2 separate regions of the Callithrix jacchus genome follow, and region 2 is linked to region 1. Evidence: chromatin contacts called from public Hi-C data. All regions are on one chromosome and are shown on one strand. Each heading gives the region's core, a stretch centred on a gene start, on an enhancer-like site or on the middle of the called end of the contact. The rest is flanking DNA. Distances are from core to core; before and after follow the strand shown.

Region 1 (5,483 bases), core at 1,198-3,697:
ATGAATCCAAGAAAATGAATCTTTTGGAATATGTCAAGTTATGTTCCAGAGGAAGGACTCTACCTCCTTGTTACTTTCCATGTGGAAAGAGTGTCAGCACAACTTATCAGTGGGGGTGCAAATAGATACTGGCACTAGGCAGTCTGAGTTAGGTGTTAGATGTTCCGAGAGGTTGTCTGGGAAAGCCAGCTTTCCAGTTCTGGAGATTAGAGACCTGGGGGGAGTGAGAGCTCATATGGGTAGGGTGGGAAAGAAACTGCCAGCTCTGTGGGAAGCTGAATTTAGGGCAGCCCATCCCACTGGGAGAAGGGGGGAAGCCCCTGTTCCAGTTGGCTTATCCAAGCCACCCCAAGTGACCTCCCAGAGTCACTTTTAGACAAGTTTGCTTGTCATGCACCAAACTAAACCCTTAACACAGCCAGTTACTTAAAATCCTTCATCTGCTTTACCACTGCCTTCAGGATAAAGTCCAAGGAGTTGCTTCTGAGAGTCACCATCTGGCCCAACCCCACTATTTAGTCTTTTTGTGTCACCTTCCACATTATACTGTAAACTCCAACTATCCTGGATGAGCTGCTATGCTCCAAGCATTTCATGTAACAAAACCTGTCAGTGTCTGGAAGCCTTTTTTTTTTTTTTTTTTGAGACAGAGTTTCGCTCTTGTTACCCAGGCTGGAGTGCAATTGCGCGATCTCAGCTCAATGCAACCTCCGCCTCCTGGGTTCAGGCAATTCTCCTGCCTCAGCCTCCTGAAGAGCTGGGACTACAGGCACACGCCACCATGCCCAGCTAATTTTTTGTATTTTTAGTAGAGATGGGGTTTCACCATGTTGACCAGGATGGTCTCGATCTGTTGACCTTGTGATCCACCTGCCTCGGCCTCCCAAAGTGCTGGGATTACAGGCTTGAGCCACCGCGCCCGGCCGTGTCTGGAAGACTTTTGCACCATACATCTTCCTGAAATGTATCTTGCTGAGCACTCTGGCCCCCAAATTTTGTCATCATCAAAGCCTGCTCATCCTCTATGTTTCAGCTCAACTGTTACTCTCTCTGGGAAACATTCCCAGATCTTTAATCCCGATACCCTGCATAATTAATCATTGCTGGAGTTCCAATGGCACTTGGTTCACACTGCTAGCATGCATTTATCACCTTGTTAAGCAACACATCCATGGCCTCCCCTAGATTACCAGTTTCCCCGAGCACAGAGACCTTGTCTTACTTGTCTTTCCAGCTTAAGCCCTACTGGGCTGCTCTCCATGGGACTGAGCCTGCTGGCTGCACTGTGGCGTCCTGCCCTTTATTCTGTATTAGGGAACATGCCTTAAGGCCAAGGCTTATTGAGCAGTTGTACAGGCCTTGCCTTGGTGATAAGAGAATCTACAGAGGACTAGGTACAGCTTGTCAAAGTGCTGGAATTTGTATCCAGGTTGAAGAGGGCCTGACAAATTTGGGAAGAAAGAAAATTGGGGTAAGAAGCAACCGATTTTTTAGAATAAGTTCTCAAAGGGTCATTGGGACCCACTGCCTTGAGGAATAGCTACTGATATAGAAGATGACCTAGTTTGTAAAAAGAACAGCATAATATTTTAAAGAAAGGTTTTCCTCCTGTTGACCTTTCTCCAGTATGATTGTATTGCTGTTAACTTTATTGCTGAAGCTTAATGCCCATGATACCACTAAGTACTTCTAGAAACAGCTGTGAATGTGGCCATTCATGGGGTTTGCCCCTGCCATCAGGACATGTGGGGAGGGAGTTGTTTCCACCACCTTGGTGCCTGTTTTTCTTGTGAGTAAAGGCACTTAAATTGGACCACACAGAGTTAAGGGAAATTGTTTATTCCTTCATTTTCATCAGACCAAGGAACTTCAGAGATTTGCATCTATATACTTTGACCTCTACAGAGTTTTAGAACAAAGTTGTGATGTCCAGAAAGATAAGAACCAGCAGGTCACATGGCTTTTCTGAAGATTTATTCAGTCATCCCAGAACACCTACAGGCAGGCAGATGCCAAAGTACACACGGGGCATTGGGTGTGAGTCTGGTGAGAGCAGAGACTGGGAGGCCTAATGGAGGGGTTGGCACAGTGACAGTCTGCAGGACTAGTCTGGCCTGTGCAGCAGCTGCACATGTTCCTGGGATCAGAGCCAGCTGGTGGCTCATGGCAATGGTTTCTGGGTCCTGGCTCCACCCCAAGACAGGCTCGAGCTCCTTAGCCCTGACCTGGCAATAGCTTTGTTCTGGCTCCACACTGAAGTTTGGCTGCTGAGCCAGAAGGCAAAGGCAGAACTTTACACTGTCACCCATGCCCTCCTTCCAGCCTGATACACAGGCTGCCCCAGGCAAGGCCAGCAACCAGCAGGAAGGACCACTCCTCCAGGGTTAAACTTCCATCATCCTTAGAACTTTTGTAGTGGTTTTACCCTTTTTGGGTATCCTGCACTTCAGTGTTGTTGTCCATGCATAGGGCCTCATGTTGATGTAGAAGTCATAGAAAACAGCAGAAATCTGGCAGGCGATCCCCCGGGCCTAACCAATCCAGAAACATTCAGAGATGACTCTCTGAGACTGGATTTCAAAACTGGCTTTGGTTTTGCAAGAAATGCCACCCCAGATCTGGTTCTCCAAAACAGGGTGTCAGGAAACCCACAAAATAAGATGGATTTTAATCTCTGTTTGAACATTTCCCAAACATTCCAAATAAAGCATCACTAGTGACACTGTTGGATATTGATGCTTGCAGTCTTTCCTCAAGTGCGGATAAAGCATCTTCAGAACACTTTAGTAGCTTTATTGATTGGAACAGGCAATCTAAGTAAAAGCAAAGTGCTTGCTATGCAAATAAAGCTTCTAGACAAGGCTCCAGTCTCCCTCCGGCAGCAGCTTGCCATCCCAAACCCCTCCCATCTGGGACTCTGAAATCTGCTTTTAAAATACAGTCTTTATTTGCATGTCCCAACACCCCCCTCCTTGTTTTAGTCTAATTCTCCCAGGTTGAGAGAAACACAATAAAGGAAATTTTTTTTGTTGTTGTTTTCAGCACTTCCTTTTCAGACTCTTTTTTTGGAAACCGCAACTTCGGATCCCAGCAGAGGTTCCTGGGGACTTGCAGAACATCAATCAGTTTCGCAGCTGGAGGCTGAGGCTTTCCTCAGGGAAGACTTTTTACATAAAACAGATTGTACTTTGTCCTTGCCAGGGCAGACAAAGGTTTAAATTAAATATGCAGAAAGCCCCCCAGTTGGCTGCCTGCCACAGCTTGGGAGAGGGGGAAGGGAGAGTGTGTCCCTACTCTCCTTCCTTTCTCTGTGGTTGTTTCTTTTTCCCTTTTCTGTTATTACAGTGATAGCAGCCAGCAGTTAAGAGACCTGGGCTTTCCGCTGGGATTTTCTGTAAATTCACTGTGTGATGTGATACAAGTCACTCAGCATCTGGGACCTCAGCTTCCTCTTCTATACAATGAAGAGTTTGAATGGGATGATCTTTGAGAGTCTTTTCCATATTCAATCTTCCAAGTTATCTCCAAACTCAGCTGCATGCTTTTCCAGCAAATATCCTAAACCTCATCTGTCAGTAATGCATCCTCACCATTCCTAGGGTGACTGGAAGGTCCTGGCTCCTTTTCCCATATACTTTATAGGCCAAGCAGTCAGTCACATTATAAGACAGGGAGGCAGTAGAACATGGTCAGTGGCAACTGACCTTGTATCTCAGTTTTAGGAAGTCTAAGAGAATGGTGGAGACTGTGGCACACTGGAAAGAGTCTTCCCTAAAAGGGGGCATCTTCTACCCAAGTGACTCAGGTCAGTTGTTGCCACTGGGAATGTGGGTTACTAGGACAGTTCTTCATGGTTTTTTTGTTTGTTTGTTTGTTTTTGGAATGGAGTCTCACTCTTTCTCCCAGGCTGGAGTGCACGGGTGAGATCTCGACTCACTGCAACCTCCGCCTCCTGGGTTCAAGCTATTCTCCTGCCTCAGCCTCCTGAGTAACTGGGATGACAGGCATGTGCCACCATGCCTGGCTACCTTTTTGTATTTTTGGTAGAGATGGGGTTTTACCATGTTAGGCAGCTGGTCTCGAAATCTCGACTTCAAGTAATCCACCTACCTCAGCCTCCCTGAGTGCTGGGATTATAGGCATGCACCATCATGCCTGACCCAGTTCCTTTTTATGGTGTGAAAGTGCTAAGCTTTTAAATATTGGCAATGAATTAATAAAAACTGTGTGTTTCTCACAAAATAGATAAATAGATCTGTAGGCTAAATTCAACTGAAGATTAGTTTGCCAGGTCTTCATGGACCTTAAGAAGATAAGGTCTTCTCTGTTCAGAAAACCTATGTATTTAAAAGTGTGTTGTAAGCTGCAGCAAAGTACTAGAGACATAAAAGGTGGAACCTTAATAGGTGGTTCAATCACATATTTCAATATAGAAATCTGACACTGAAGGGTAGGTTTCAGGAGGATAACTTGATCCCTAATCAACTTCCAAATCAAGTCATGGCCTGGGAGTTAATGATTCTGTTCTTTTGTTGATTAAAAATAATTTATAATTTGTACCTCCATATTAAAAATTGATTTCATGCTATTAGCCTTGTGGGGGAAAGCAGGCTATAATATGATGTATGTTTAAACTTCATATTTCTATATTCTGTAGGAAGTGCAGCCTTTTATGTTATGATTAACATGTTAAATGAAAGTATCATTTTAGTATAAAATTGAACATGGAAAATTGATGTGAGTAATATGCATTTTAGTCGATATTTCTGCCATTTAAATTCACATGGATATAATGTATATTTTCTATAATCCTATAATAATTGTAAAAAGTAAGTATGCAAAGTACAAAAGCAACATGAAAGAAGTTCTATTTTCTTTAAAGAATTAAACCTTATCTTCAGAAAGACAGACAGAGGAACAGAGAGAATCAAATGAATGTTGAATTTCGTCTTAAAACACACATGGTAGTAGCTCGATTTCTTTTTTTAAAACATATAAGAAATAGAAATTTTAATTTCAGGAACGTATATGATCTACACTGCAGTTGTTTTCAGTTTATTTAAGTGATGTGCAAGTAGTAGGCGCAGGCAGTAATTCAGGAAACAGGATGAAGTGATCCCCATATTGAAATGCCACAATTTCAGGTACAATAATGGAAATGGTACCTAAATATAAAGCTTTTGCTTTTACATGAATAGATAACAATTCTGTTTTCAATTTTTTTCTTGATCTTAGCAACTTAAGACAAATATTTCATTTCTTTATCCTTTTTTCTAGAGTTTATCTCATTTTCTTCCCTTGTATTTAAGCTTTTTATCTTTTTGTCTTATGAATATAGTCTCATAGATTTGATCCATGAATGTATAGTTTCTGATGATGGAGTTTAGAACGTGCTACCCCAACATAGAGTATCTTGGCATTTTAGAAAACAAAAACAGGAAGGACTCTGACCTTCTCCCTCTCTTCTCCTTTGAAGCAGGTCA
Region 2 (5,483 bases), core at 2,038-4,537, 530 kb before region 1:
GTGCTTGTGAAAGTACTTCTTGAGTGTCCACATTGTCACAGATATTTCATATATTGTATGTGGATGAACACACGGATATAGTGAAACTAAGTGCTTTCTGCATTGTGCCACATACCTAAAAAGAAATAAGCAAACTGAGAAAAACTACTTCTAGAGTAAAATAATATAGAAACACTTTATAGTGAATATTACTGTTAAGTATCCCTTATTTTTTCCAGCTGTAGCCACAAAGGAAATAAAATCAGTTTTGAAGCTATTACTTAATATGGCAATTCTTTAACATCGAAATAAAAACACAAAACCACAAGCCACCCCTTATATTTAACTTTTACCCATTGTTAAGGACTATCTGAATGAGAAGCATTACTTAAATAGATGATAGTTTCCATAAGCTTCCAATTTTTGTCACCAGACGATATAAAAGTGAAATATAGACCACATTCATATTACTCTGAAGTACAATTGACCCTCCATAACTGTGGTTTCCAAACCCATGTATTCAACCTACCATGGATCAAAATACTCAGGGGAAAAAAACATCCTACAAAGTTCCAAAAAACCAAACTTTAATTTGCCATGTGCAGAGTACTATGCTCAATCATGCATGAATGAAGTGATGTGTAGGCACTGCATTAGGCATTACAAGTAATCTAGAGATGAGCTAAAGTATATGGGAGGATGTGTGTAGGCTACATGCAAATATAGTCATACATTGTTAGGCAATTTCCACATTCTGGAAACTTCATAGAATGTACTTACACAAATCTAGCATATAAACCTGTACAGTATGTTACTGCATACTGTAGATAATTGTAACACAGAGTATTTATGTATGTAAACACAGAAAAAGTATAGTAAAAACAGTCTTATAATCTTATATGAGACCACTATCATATATATATTCCCTCTTTTTTGTTGGGGGGGGGCGGGGGTGGAGACAAGGTCTTGCTCTGTTGCCCAAGCTGGAGTGCAGTGGTGCAATCATGGCTCACTGCAGCCTCAACCACCCCAGCTTAAGTGATCCTCCCACCTCAGCTTCCCAAAGTGCTGGGATTACAGGAGTGAGCCACTGTGCCCAGCTGTGCATTTTGTCACTGATAAATAAGTTATTATGTAGCATATGACTGTACTATGCTATTTTATATAAAGGATGTGCACATCTGTGAATTTTGGTATCCATGGAAGGGTCCTGGAACCAATCCCTGACAGGTATACCTAGAAACAATTGTAATTCTCTTCTAGAAATTTGCAATTATGTATATGTGAGTAGAATTTCTTTCCCAACTATATCTTGTTGTAGGTAAATATCTTAGCTGATACTACGAATCCACTTTTGGTGTGACAGCCATAACTGCATTTTGACAATTCTTAGAAATGGCCAAAATTACAAGTAACTACTAAATTACACATTGGGTTACACAAATTACCTGCAATGACTGTCACATAAAACATATATTTCTACAAGTCTTTTAACAATGAAGGAATATGTGTTCTCTCATTTCCTCTTAAAGGGTACTCACTTGTGAAATGTACAAATGAGATCAATAAGCATATACATAAAGTTAAGGCATGCAGTGAAGACAAAGGATGCCCTTAAGCTCACTAATTTTTTCTTTTTTTTTTTTTTGAGACAGTTTTGCTCCATCACCAGACGCCAGACTGGAGTGTAGCGGCCCAATCTCAGCTCACTGCAACCTCCACCTCCAGGGTTCAAGCAATTCTCCTGCCTCAGCCTCCCAAATAGCTGGGACTACAGGCACACGCCATCACACCCACCTAATTTTTGTATTTTTAGTAGAGACGGGGTTTCACCATGTTGGCCAGGATGGTCTCAATCTCTTGACCTCATGATCTGCCCGCCTTGGCCCCCCAAAGTGCTGGGATTACAGGTGTGAGCCACTGGGCCCAGCCTAAGCTCACTAATCTTTAAAGAAGCACACTAATACAGCTAAAACATTCAGCCCATTTTACCTGAGACAAAAGAAAGTAAATGACTTACTAGTACTGTTGCTTTGCAACTTCAATTTACTTTTTTCTTTGGCACTCCTGCTTAGAACTCCATTGGGTTTCAAATCTTCTTCTATTTCAGTTTTTCTCTTCTGCAAATCATTTTGCTTCTTTTTGTAAGTTGGCTTTGGTTGCCTTTTAGTCCTTTGCTCTGACTTGCTTTCGCTTTCATCTGAGTCTCCACTTTCAGAGCCAGATTCATAAGTTCTTTTGGCTTTCCTCCTATTGACTTTATCATCTTTTATATATTTATCAACTATGATCTTACTATCTACACTATTTTGTATATCACCAGATGTAGAGGCTATTAAGTTGACAGAACATGGCTTAATAATTTCTGATACAGAATTCCCTGAATTTTCCATTTTATTAGTATTTTTATCTTCTTCTGAATGTCTGGTGAGCCAGGCCTTTTTCAGTTTAGTATGGTAGTTTGGTTGACTTGTCTGGGAAGCTTGCCCATTTCCTACAGAGTTTGCTTTGTTAATTGTACTACAGATTACAGTGCTATCCAGAGGAAGGGAGGCTGAAGATGTCTGATATTTTATAGCATTAGATTCAGTCTCACTAACATTACTACTTTTATACTGAGCTGCAGCCAGTGCTGCCTTGTGCTTTTTCAAATGGATAAAATCAGTTGTGCCTGAGAACCCAGAACTGGGCTGAACAACACTTCCTGTCTTACTACTGGCTAATATAACTGGAGCTGTGGTGCTGACCTTGCATTCTTGTGTTTGAGCCACTGGCTGACTGATACTTTTTGAAGATGTACATTCTGATGATGTAGGGGCCAAAATGGTATTTGATAGAGATGAAGTTACTTCTGAACCACCCCAGCTGGAAACACTGGTAGTAGCGGCAACAGATGTGATGACATCCGTTTTGGTATTACACATTGTATTTACAGCAGACATGACTGAACTGGGAACACTGCCCTGTGAGACAGCCTGAAAGTTTTTTTCAGATTTTGTGTGAACACTGTCTGAATTCACATTTGGCAAAATGATTCTTCCAGTTTCTCCAGCTTCTGCTGGTTTGAGGCAATCTGTTTTATGTGCCCCAGCTGAAGATCTTTCACTAACTCGATCTTTAGAAGCTAACTGCACTGCTGGCATGCTATCTGTTTTTGTACTAGAAGATGGACGCACAATGACAGATGCCATTGCAGCCTGTAACTTTCCGCTGCTTTTCTCCACATGCCATTCGGTTTTCTCTTTGCTGAGGTTATTATTAGGTTTCCACATCTCTGTCAAACTCTGTTCTGAAGAACTCTTAAAATTTGCCTGAGAGTCTTTTGGCTCGGGTATTAGAGTTGGAGGCTTCTGCGATTCTTGAACTTTCCCACCAGCATTTACTGGCATCACTGGAGTTAAAGTTGGAGGGGAAAGGCTACTATAGCTACCTTCCTTTCTTTCCAGGCTGTGATGGATTGGTGGGTGAAATACTGGTGCTCTATGTAATGCAGGCATACTGCGGAGTGTATTTGTAGAAGAAACTGTCAAATGGGTAGGACTCCTACAATCATTTCTGAAGGCTGTTACTGAGTGAGATGCAATCTGATGTGGAAGATGCTCCGGTATCTTGCCTACTAAACCTTCACTTTCTGGTTGGTGTTTAATCAAAGGTGGAGGCTTTGAAAGAGATGTTATAAATGAAGTCAGAGTTTGAGGATTAGCTGCTGCCACTGCAAGGGCATTACTCTGTTTATCACTGTAAATATTTGAAACTTCTTTGGATGGGTATGATCTTGGTGGTTCATTGACCACACTATTAGACAATGTAGTGAAATAGTTACTTTGGGGTAAACTCTGAGGCACTGAGTGCTTCATTTTATAAAGATCTGATACTGAGCGTTCTACATCTGTATCTTGTTTGATGACATGGCTTTTAGGACTGGAAGATGATGATGCCACTCTGGAATAATTCTCTCTTTCACCCTCAAGTCCCTTGATTTTAGTTGTAAAGGGAGCAACATCAATACTTTCTTGAAGAATTCGACGGTGTTCCTCTTTGTATTTGTTTAATCTCTCTCCAGTCTCCTGGGGTGGCCTCTGTAATTGATTTAATACTGGATCCACAAAATGCCTATGTAAGTGACAATCTTTTCCAGTCTGTGCCCGATTTAGATCCAGGTCATTTTTTGTTGATGTGGATGCAACAGACCGTAGTGGTTCCATAAAAGCTTTCCTTTCCAATTCTCTGTAAAGAAAATACACAAAGATTTCTGTAACCACTTTTTATTGAAAAATAAAAAGATAGCTTCTATGCAGTATCATTCTATTATGAAAGTAAAAAACAACTTTGCATGTACTCAATATTATAATACATTTGAAGAAATATCAAAACAGAAGAAAGCCTAATCTTAAGATATGTGTTAACTTAAAATTAACTGTTTAAAATGTGAATTAAGAAAAATTATGAAAAACAAGGTATTCATTATTTTTAAGCATTAGTGAACTTACTCCTTATGATGATCTGCTAAAGTTTTTGTCAATGGTGGACTGGAATGGGCTGTAATTTTAAGAGGCCGATGAGGCTCTGCACTGGAAGGTCTGACAGGAATGTGACTAAGTAATCCAATACCATCTGCTGAGGTCACAGGGGTGGGCTGATGTAGCCAAGGACTGGGAGAATTCTATTAAAAAAACAACAACAACCTAGACTTCAGTTACTAGAAAAAGCTAAACATTGTGTCACAGTAGAACTGGGTATGATCTTAATGGTTTATTAGTGGGTATGATCTCAATGGTTTATTAGTTCATTAAAATAGCAGTTTATTTGGGAAACTGTAACTTTTTCTAAATACATCTTATGAGAAATATTCAGATGAGTAACATAATTATATAGATTTTTCCATATCCTATAGAAAAGTAATCAGTATTAGAGAATAATTTATTGTCATCTTACTAAAAACAGATCTTAAAATCAGTGCCTTTAACTTACTATAAATGCCATATACAGAACCTAGCTTTTATGATTTTCTAAGATCCTAACAGCAAAAGAATATGTTGCTAATAGCAAAAAACAATTAGTACTAAAATACATTTCACAGAAATAGAAATTATAATCAAATTCATTTGTCAGTTTTTGTCATAAAAAATAATTAACTTTTCCAAAGTAACAATGCATTGACAATTGGCAGATAATTACATTTAAAAACCCAAAAGCACTCCTCATTTCACTCTAAGCTATAAACATGGTTGGACCATTAAACTTGGAGATGTAGAGGTCTAACAAAGTTAATTTTATACATCAATACGCTGCCTGTCTCATAAATGAATATAAGATGACAGCAACCTCTACACTGAGACATACAGTTAGCTGATTACATGCTTACGGATTGTTTCTATACTGTGACTCACTGACATTCTTCCAGAACATGTTTTATGAGTTTGTTAATAGGATGACAGTCAAATAGCAGGAAAATACAACCTCCTTTGTATTTTCTCTAATTTATTCCCTAACAAGGAAATACA

What was found. Hi-C and Micro-C count contacts between places; a contact is called where the count stands out from the background.
Region 2: a contact with region 1 is called in a Hi-C map of skeletal muscle, with 3 times the contacts expected there. The contact joins two enhancer-like sites. A contact is called at or near these places in 2 of 3 Hi-C or Micro-C datasets (both in skeletal muscle).

Annotation. Positions count from the first base shown.
Region 1 is chr12:66,749,220-66,754,702 of calJac240_pri, reverse strand. No RefSeq gene overlaps it. Among named protein-coding and RNA genes, the nearest start is that of JMJD1C, 190 kb to the left of the region's middle. Within about 2 kb of position 2,447, at least 10 of the 16 cell types and tissues checked have an H3K27ac peak or open chromatin away from gene starts, as enhancers often do. A contact at or near this core is called in skeletal muscle, where this site is marked.
Region 2 is chr12:67,281,470-67,286,952 of calJac240_pri, reverse strand. It overlaps JMJD1C (jumonji domain containing 1C), which reads right to left. Exons shown (of 28, transcript XM_078345831.1): 11 at 4,470-4,642; 12 at 2,000-4,206. Among named protein-coding and RNA genes, the nearest start is that of NRBF2, 78 kb to the left of the region's middle. Within about 2 kb of position 3,287, at least 5 of the 16 cell types and tissues checked have an H3K27ac peak or open chromatin away from gene starts, as enhancers often do. A contact at or near this core is called in skeletal muscle, where this site is marked.